2 separate regions of the Drosophila melanogaster genome follow, and region 1 is linked to region 2. The links are chromatin contacts, called in public ChIA-PET maps. All regions are on one chromosome and are shown on one strand. The core of a region is the stretch at or near the end of the contact, and the rest is flanking DNA. Distances in the headings are between cores, read along the strand shown. Region 1 holds the start of crol (crooked legs). Region 2 holds the start of CG31705.

Region 1 (4,205 bases), core at 799-3,298, 280 kb after region 2:
AGGATCAAGTTGGAGAAACGTCCGTCACATTTTCATTACAGCCAATTAGTGTGCATTTCATAATTGTTAAACAAAACACAGGCACACATCTGAGCACAATTGGAAAAGCTAAAGGAATTGGAATCGGGAGCTGGGTTCTAACATATGGCGGCGAAAAAAGTGCCAATACGGAAAGCGCCACCGATCGCTTAAAGTGCTATAGTTAATAAATTTTAGAAAAATGCAACCCTGCGTCTGCCCTCTCTCGCTCTAAAACTTGCAAGAATGACACGATGATGACGTTAATGGAAACTCTGTAGCTGTGGATGTGCGCGCAGCTCATACACAAGCACACACAGATACTCTCGCACTCGCACACAAAAACACTCACACACCAATACACTGACAGCGAAGTCGACCGCAAAGTCATTTGATTAATAATTCTCGCATTCTTTTTGGCCTGCGAATTTCACAAATAAACTCAATTGTTTCCAATCAGCCCCGGTACTTGTCCCTCTCCCCATCCCATCATATCCGACCCACCCCCTCTAGCAGCTTCTCCCCTCGTACAAAACACTGCATTTTTTACAAGCTTTAAAAAGGTTGTTCGGTTCGTTCTTATGACGCCAGTATATGAAAATTTACTTGATATTGCAACGGTGGTGGTGGCGGGCACACTCTCCGGCGAATGTGTGTGTGTGTGTGCAACAGTAGTGGCAATCAGAATCGAAACGCCGCGCGGGTGAGAGGCGGTGGTGAACGGCGAACAGAGCAAAGCAAACTGAAAACTGAATGAGACGCGGAGGCAGCAGAAGGCGAGCAGGCAAAGGCGACCGATGTAAAAGTTCTTCGTGCGGCGCGTTCGGGCGGCAGCCGAAAGCACAAAAGTCCAGTGGGAGAGCCAGTGCAGGCGGTTTGGCTTTGACGAGGGATCAATTGATTCGACTCTTATATTTAAAAGTTATTTATTGAACTTCCTAAGTGTGGCATAATAACAAGGCTATCTGATTATCTTATTGAAAATTTGACAGTCAAATATCAAATATAAGTTTTTTTTAATAATATGGCAAAGGCATAACAAATATCAGGTAATGAGTTGATTAGCTTAGAGCTGTAAAAAGCCCAATAATCCCAATCCAATGCTAAAAAAAGTTAACATTTACATAAGCCAGTGAGAAAAATAACTTTAATAACAAGGCGGTTTATCTGATCGGAATACATGAAAATTTAAAACACTTATTAAAATAATTCAATTTAATCTTTATAACCTTATATTCAAATGGAAAAAGTCAAAAAAGCATTTATAAATTACTGATTAAAGTATCCCTTTCAACAAATTTTTATATTAGATGAAAACTTAAACTACTTTTAGCATTCAGAGTAGATAACTAGCCAAGCAGCACCTGCACTTACTCCAATTACAAAAACTGGCTAGAGAGAATCCAAGTGGCCAGCACTGGCAAGAGGTGTGGAGGCAGCGAGAGAGCGAGAGCGACTACGAGAGACACCGCAAGATACAGATACAATGCGTGCTCGAGCCCGCATGTGTGTGTGTGCGTGCGATTGCGTTGTTCTTATTAACGATTTGCTGCCGCTGTCTCCGCCGCTCCCTCCACCAACCCCCTCCCGTTGTTGTGCTGCTTTTTCGGGGCTTGGGCACAAAAAGGCGGCAAAACGGTTAAGCACACAAATTCGGCCGGGTCCAATTGGCCAATTTGAATACGAATGCAAGAGTCGCCAATTCGAATTGCACTCACCAGCGATATAGTTACGTTTTATCCATAGACCAGCGAGCTACCACTCCTTTTTCTGCCTGCAGCAGCGTCCCTTTTCAACAGACGCCGTTCCCGGATTGCTCAATGGCGATCTTGGTTTCGTGGCCCGATCTTGCACATCACTCTCCACTGGTCACTAACTGCATTGCGCGCACTGTACACTTGCGGTTGGCCATTTAATTAGAGCGGTGCCTTTATTTTCTTAACATTTAACGCGGATCCAGAGTTTTAGTTGCGGGCGGAAGAGCGAGAGAAGCAGTGTATAGAGCTGGAAGAAGTATCGATATGACATCGATAGTTCTCCAGAGCTGGCAGTGTGACCGGGCTGCTTTATTTTCAATGTAATTTTGAAATATACCAAATACACAAAAATACCAAATTAGGGATGGCACTGCGTCGATAGCTTTGAAAATTAAGTTTTTCGTAAAGTATTTTATAAATAATAAAAATAATTAGCAGCGTAAATTTAATAAGTTATAAAGTGTAATTGGAATTATAAGATTTTCTGAAAGTATAAACTTAAATAGTAGGATCTTGACTATTTCTAAAGAGTTTTTTTTTTGCATTTGCAAGTGGAGTATTTATAATGTTGAAAATCAATGTGTTTAGGTGATTATCAATACTTTTCCACATAATCTTGTTCGAGATTTTTGAATCCATATTTTGTGGGAGGGAAAGAAAATAAGTGGATTATACAATACATTTTATACGATTTTCGAAAGAAATCCTATGATCGATCTTCTTATTTAGAATAAGATATGTTTCTAAAATGTTTTTATACATAGAATAGCCAGAAGTCCTTTCTATATAAAAAAAAAAAAATGTTTCAAAAACTTTCTGTTTCATATGGCCATGTTTTTGACTTCGAATAAGCGCGCTTTCGTTTTCAAAACCCACGTTTTCGAAAAAAAAGTGACAAAAACTAAGTTATAGAAAGTCTATTTCTTTGATTTGCTTTTATTTAGCTTTATCGTAAAATAAATTACAAAATAAAATACATTTTGCATATAATTCGTATCCTTATATGTCTAGTACATTAATTTACTCACAAATCTTTTGGGTTAATATTGCGCTGTGCTCCTTGCAACTCTCGCTCGGATTTTGTTTGTTTTTCTAATGCTAAGAACCAAAAAAAAACAAATCAACTTGCCGCAGGCCGCGCCCCCAGAAAATCGATTTGTGCCTGAAGCCTGACGCGGGGAAGCCGAATATCGTTCATCGTATATAAAGCTAAATGGAAACTATATAAGAATCACACGAAATCATATTGAGTTATTAAGAAAACATGGATGTAAGGTAAACAAATTAAATTCGTAACAAATGTACAGGGAAATGTTTTTCTTTTCTTTTTTTGGGCGCGGACGCGCTAAGTAAATGACAATTTGGTGGCCGTGGCCAACCGTTGAGATTAAATTGCTTAGATGCCAGCTGGATTAGGTGGCCAAGTCAATTACAATATTATTTAAGCCGTTTTGTACAAACAATTCTCTACTGTTCGGTTTAGGTTTCTGTATCTCTTTCTGCTTCTGTGATCTTTCGTTTGGCAATTGGTTACGCGTTGCTGTAGTAGTACTTCTGTGTCTCTGTTTAAAATCATCATCCAAATCCATGACTGCATCGGTAGTTTCGCTTACATACATCGATCGCATGTACGTATATGTAAAAAGTGGTCCTTAATTCGAGACGTGTGGTTAAAACGCTTTTCTTCGTGTATGTATATATTGTATATAAGACTGTGATTCTTTCTGCACGTATTTGGGTGTTCCTTTTAGAGTCTGTGTGCTGGCTAAAAAGCCACCCGCAAAAGCTTATGCAACCGGGTGGCCTACGAAATGTATCTGAATCTGTGTGCAAAATCTGATTCAGCGCAGAGCTACGGTTCTCAAATGACGTTCGATCGGACTACGGACTACAGAGTACGGATCTCATTGCTGCTGTTGGTTGGTTGTTCGGTTTTAGTAAGCTAATATAAATCACGATAGTATGGCCACGCTGCGTCGCGGCCCGCCCTGACTGATGTTGTCCATGGAGGACCACTTCTTGATCCCATTCTTCAGTGCCTCGGCAGTGACCTTGTCCTGCATCACACGCGACATGGCCTCCAGCTTCTGGGCCCGCTCCTTGGACAGCGGCTCCGTGGGGAAGTTGAGCTCGTTGGCCTCGGCGAGCGTGCGCAGGTCGAAGTAGTATTTGGCGTACACCGAGGACGGTACATTGATGTTGAACTGCAGCAGCTCGAGGAACTGGCGCTCCAGCTCGTTCATGTCCTCCACGGTGATGTCTTTGAGTATTTGGCAGTAATCTACATTCCAAACGGCCTGGTCATCCCACACCTTTGAGGCGAGGAGAATGGCACCTGCAGAACATCAATAGTAGAAATTAGTAAGCTATACCAAATTAGTGATCTACTGCTTGTTCTGAATATCTGATGCTTGCAGCACTCCACTCACC
Region 2 (4,380 bases), core at 1,004-3,503:
CTTATTCGCTTGCTTCCTCCTGCACCCCAATGTCAGTCATCATTAGCGCGTATGGTTTTATCTATATGTTTGTGTAAAAAACAATTGATTCAATTTACGTTAATAATAAGCACAAATTATGGTTGGCCTAATGACACTTGGTTTCCCGTTAGCTTTCCTAGGTAGCTACCATTTGAATAGCTAAATAAACATGATTAAAGTTTTACGCAATTCTGGAACTTTGCTGTTCCACTTAAAATATTAAACAATCAGCGAGTGTCACGCCCTGATTGCCAAAATTCCAGGAGGTGGGCAACAGTCTGCGCCCACTTTATTTGACCAAATTAGAAGCGCGTTATGCGTGTCTTGGGCGGTCCTCTAATGATAATTAACTTGCTGATTTGGCCGGCTTGTCGCGTGGCTACGCTCCATTGAGTTTCGCCTTGTGTTCTCAAACACACCCACGCTGGGTTCCAGAACTATAAACACGGGAATTTAAAGGCCAGGTCTTCGACTTAAGAGGCCAACGGAAGCTTTTCTTATTACGCCACAAGGTGACAGTGGGAAAGTAAGGCGCAAATCGCAATATAGGACTTTTATAATCCATGACTAAGAGACATATAAATGCAACATATTTACTACTGTACTAAACACCCCGATTCCATCGCCTTTTTCGGTTGAATTCCGCATCTAGAAACAATAGTTTTCCGTGCTTTATTTACATGCAATTATAAGTAAACTTTTGTTTGGAACTGACACATGCACCTGCTGTAACTTGCGAGTGATGCTAAAAACATGATAGACTGGTTTGATGACTCATCGAAGCACTGAACTGCAACGCATGCGCAGCTATGACGTCAGTGGGGAAATTGTAGCGGCTCAACACGAAATCGCTTATCTCATGTTTGCTTACTTTCGATTTCTACGAATTTTACTAGTTCTGGAGCATCTTAATAACAATTCTTGCTTATTCGTTCTTGAAATACTAAGCTTATCGCTAGTGTCAAATGGCAAAACACTAAGAGATTGGCGTGGGTTCGATGACAAAGTTGTTTCAACCCAAACCTTCAATAATTTTCGGAAAATGTAATAACCATCATTGATGGGACTTTAAATAATATGCGCTGTACGTACATATATTGCTCACATTACCCATTACTAGATTAAGTCTAGAAATCGCTTGCTAATCGCAGATTTCATGTCAGATGTCAAAGCTTTTTGAGATTATTGCGTATTTCAAGTACAACGTTTTAATGCAAATGAGTTGCTCAATAATAAGTGAATCACTTATTTACTGGGCCTTCAAAAGAGTTTATTTTTGGAGAAGACTTATATCATAAATGGAAGAAATTCAAAGACTCATTCCAAAAAGAAATCAACACACATGCTCGAAAGCCGGTTAGTTACGTGTGTTTTTGAGTGGGTGCCTCGTGGAAAACATTTTTGGCACGAATCGGTTTTATTTGCCATTTGGTCAGCTGCTCTCAAAACTAAATGGGCTTATATAAAATTTTATTTGCCTAACTAATGAGATGGGGCAGCTGTTTCTACAGGCATGATCTTATAGAGATTGCTTTGTGCCCTTATCATGTAATTATTATTTTTAATTTTATATATTTTTTATTATGTTTGAAGGCTGGATATAAAATTGTTATATACGTATATGTATAAAACATACATTTGCATAATTGATTATTTCCCCATTTCGAGGTATTCTAACCCACGGTGCCTTTACAATTCCAAATCAACCTGTTGAGTGCATTTTATTAGGAAAAGAATCAACTAGTATTAATTGAAGACATACATATGAATGCAGATTAATTACATACATCTGCATGTTACTATGCGAAATAATTAAAATTAATTAGAAGGGAGGAGTTAAAAACGCGTCTATTGATTTCGATTGAAAAAAGCTATTTGATATGTATGGCTTCTTTTATATTTGAACGCAATTTCACAAACAAACTTTTTTACTTTTGCTTTTGAGTGACCTTCAAGTCGGGCAATGTTTGCAAAAAAAGATATAAACAAAAGCAACCACCGCAATTAGTGTTTAAACCAAGGAAATTACACTTCTAACTATAAACAAATGGAGCTGTAGTACATTTTTGAGAATCAGATTTTGACATATAGCACTCACAACACCCTCAGCTTAAAATGTGATAAACTTAAATTTATTTTAATATTTACTCGGGCTATCTGTTTTATTCCGATTGCTGTTTTGCCGCGTGCGATATTCGCTTTGTGTCGTGCAAAGTTTCTCGAACAACTGAGCTATGCCAGCGAACCAACCGCTCGTGTTTTGCGTTTTTCTCGTGAGCGACGACCGCGAGAGCAACTCGGTGGTCAGTACACTGTGCGAAACTTGGTGTGCAGTTTAAAAAATTCATTCAAACTTTAACTTCAGCCTTAACAAGCCTTAACAGCACGTATAACTAAAAAGACAATGACAGTATAATATTAGTAAATAAACAGTAAAATATTGATTAAAACATTAATATTAATTAATTAATTAGTTAATTTATTATTAACTTTAAAATATGAAATGCTAGGATGCACCGAATGCTTTTTATATATAGTCACTTGGCCGTTTTTTTCTGTGCAATTTTGAGATACTTGACGTTGTTATTGTTCCTTTGGCAATAAATTTTCTTAAATTCAGCATTTCTAGTGTCCCAAGTGAATTTTTGATATTACTCATCATCATCTCATGCTCATCTCAGTTGGAAAATAATTTACGCTTGTACTTGTAGTACAAAAAATGTGTGCTGCAAGATTGATGTTTTAAGCGAATTTTAACTAAATTGTTCCCAACTATTTTTTTCCTAAAATGATCCCTGAAACTCGGCTTTAAAACTTATGAATGACAAAACCTCTCGCCATATTCACTACCCTTTAACCACTGTGTAGCTCAGTGGATGCTTTTGTTGTAGGTGTTGTTTTGGATCTAATGAGCGCCAAGTGAGCTTCATTGCTCTTGTTGGATCATCGCACGATCACCGTTACAAAAGGTTTTTGTTTGTGGGTGAGTTTTGAGCTCGTGTCGCTTTGTTTTTTGTTTTGATAATACCCATTACTTGCAGTTTAATGGGGTATTTCGATTTTTTGGTTTGGTAGTTTGGTAAAAAAAGCATTTAAGATGTATAAACTATCAATGGAAAAGTCAAAATTTCAAAAGCATTTTCTCTTTGACTGGATGATGCTCGTGCTGTTACAACCTCATTTAATGTGAACAACCAGATTGTAGTTACCAGATCCCTAAAATATCATATTAAAGTTGCATTTTTATTCCCAGTGTGCTTTCACCTTTTTTATAGCGGGACAAGCCCTTTGACAAATATGAACATTCCGATGAAGCACAAAGGAGTCTCTGACGTGCGTTCTATTTTGGTTCTATTTACTGACTTGCGTCAAACTGTTTGTGTGCTCACGACAGAAAAGTCCTTTAAAATTTCTTTGCATTTTACAAGGTAAAAATTAAACTTGATAGTTCTTTAATATAAATTTTTCCAGAAACAGTTCCCTGATGATTTTTTCCGTTTGCTAACGGTCTACAACCATTTATATGCCAAATGCACATACCGAACAAGTTTAAATCTTTAGTTCGCTTTATTTAACTTAGTTTTTAGTAGAATCCGTTTCGACTTCATCATTTCTTGCAGCTACAAAGTTGGCCACATCCACGGGAGTACCTGCATGGCTGACCTCATCACCACCACCAACTTCTGTACCATCATCTGCACGACCAACAATATCGCCGGCAACGATGGGTGGCTCAGTGGTTATGGTGGGTTGGAAATTGCCCGGATTGTGGGGTGGAGCTGGAAAGCAAACGACCCGTTCCACTTCTCGCATCACCTCCGAGTTTTCGGGATCTGTTTCGTTTAGCATGATGGGAAAGCAAATGATGCCACCATCTGGATAGGGCTGAGGAGTTGCCTCCGATTCCGTGGATTCCTCACTGGAAACAGCTTCACTTCCTCCGTCACCTTCGCCCTGCCCCTCTACGTCATCCTCCTCCGTTAGGGGATTTTCCGGGGGGACCACTGCGGAGGATTCTCCTGAAATAGTGGTCTCATTGTGCAAAACTCCCTCCTGCTGACCATTGTTGACGATGATGATCTGTCGACCATTTCCCTGGGGCGACGACTGGCCCTCCTCCGGATTTCTATGGTACGTATGGTGTCGGTGGCCAAACAGAACGTTGTTCATCATGTGACCCGCCAGCATTCCGGTGAGGAAATCTCCTGTACCTGTTCGGCGTAAAAAATGAGTGAAAAAGTAAAATGGGTTGAAATCGTCAAAGTAGATTAGAAACTAGACAATGTGAGAGCAATTAATTGCATTAGAAAAGTAACAATCTGTTTCCATTAATAAAGCTGCATTGTTAAAGCTATGAAT

Evidence for each region. ChIA-PET counts read pairs in DNA pulled down with a chosen protein or histone mark.
Region 1: a contact with region 2 is called in an RNA polymerase II ChIA-PET map of the S2 cell line, with 9 times the contacts expected there. The contact joins the promoter of crol here to the promoter of CG31705 in region 2. A contact is called at or near these places in 29 of 107 Hi-C or Micro-C datasets (the Clone 8 cell line, the D17-c3 cell line, the Kc167 cell line and 7 more) and 6 of 6 datasets of contacts at active chromatin or transcription factors (the Kc167 cell line and the S2 cell line).

What each region holds. Positions count from the first base shown.
Region 1 is chr2L:11,807,390-11,811,594 of dm6, forward strand. It overlaps crol (crooked legs), which reads right to left and starts at 2,049. Exons shown (of 8, transcript NM_164971.2): 1 at 1,737-2,049. CycY (Cyclin Y) reads right to left here. Exons shown (of 3, transcript NM_001273465.1): 2 at 4,205; 3 at 2,703-4,110. The coding sequence ends at 3,728.
Region 2 is chr2L:11,525,952-11,530,331 of dm6, forward strand. It overlaps CG31705, which reads right to left and starts at 2,254. Exons shown (of 3, transcript NM_205965.2): 1 at 2,170-2,254. CG31706 reads right to left here. Exons shown (of 2, transcript NM_001273458.1): 2 at 3,087-4,232. The coding sequence ends at 3,598.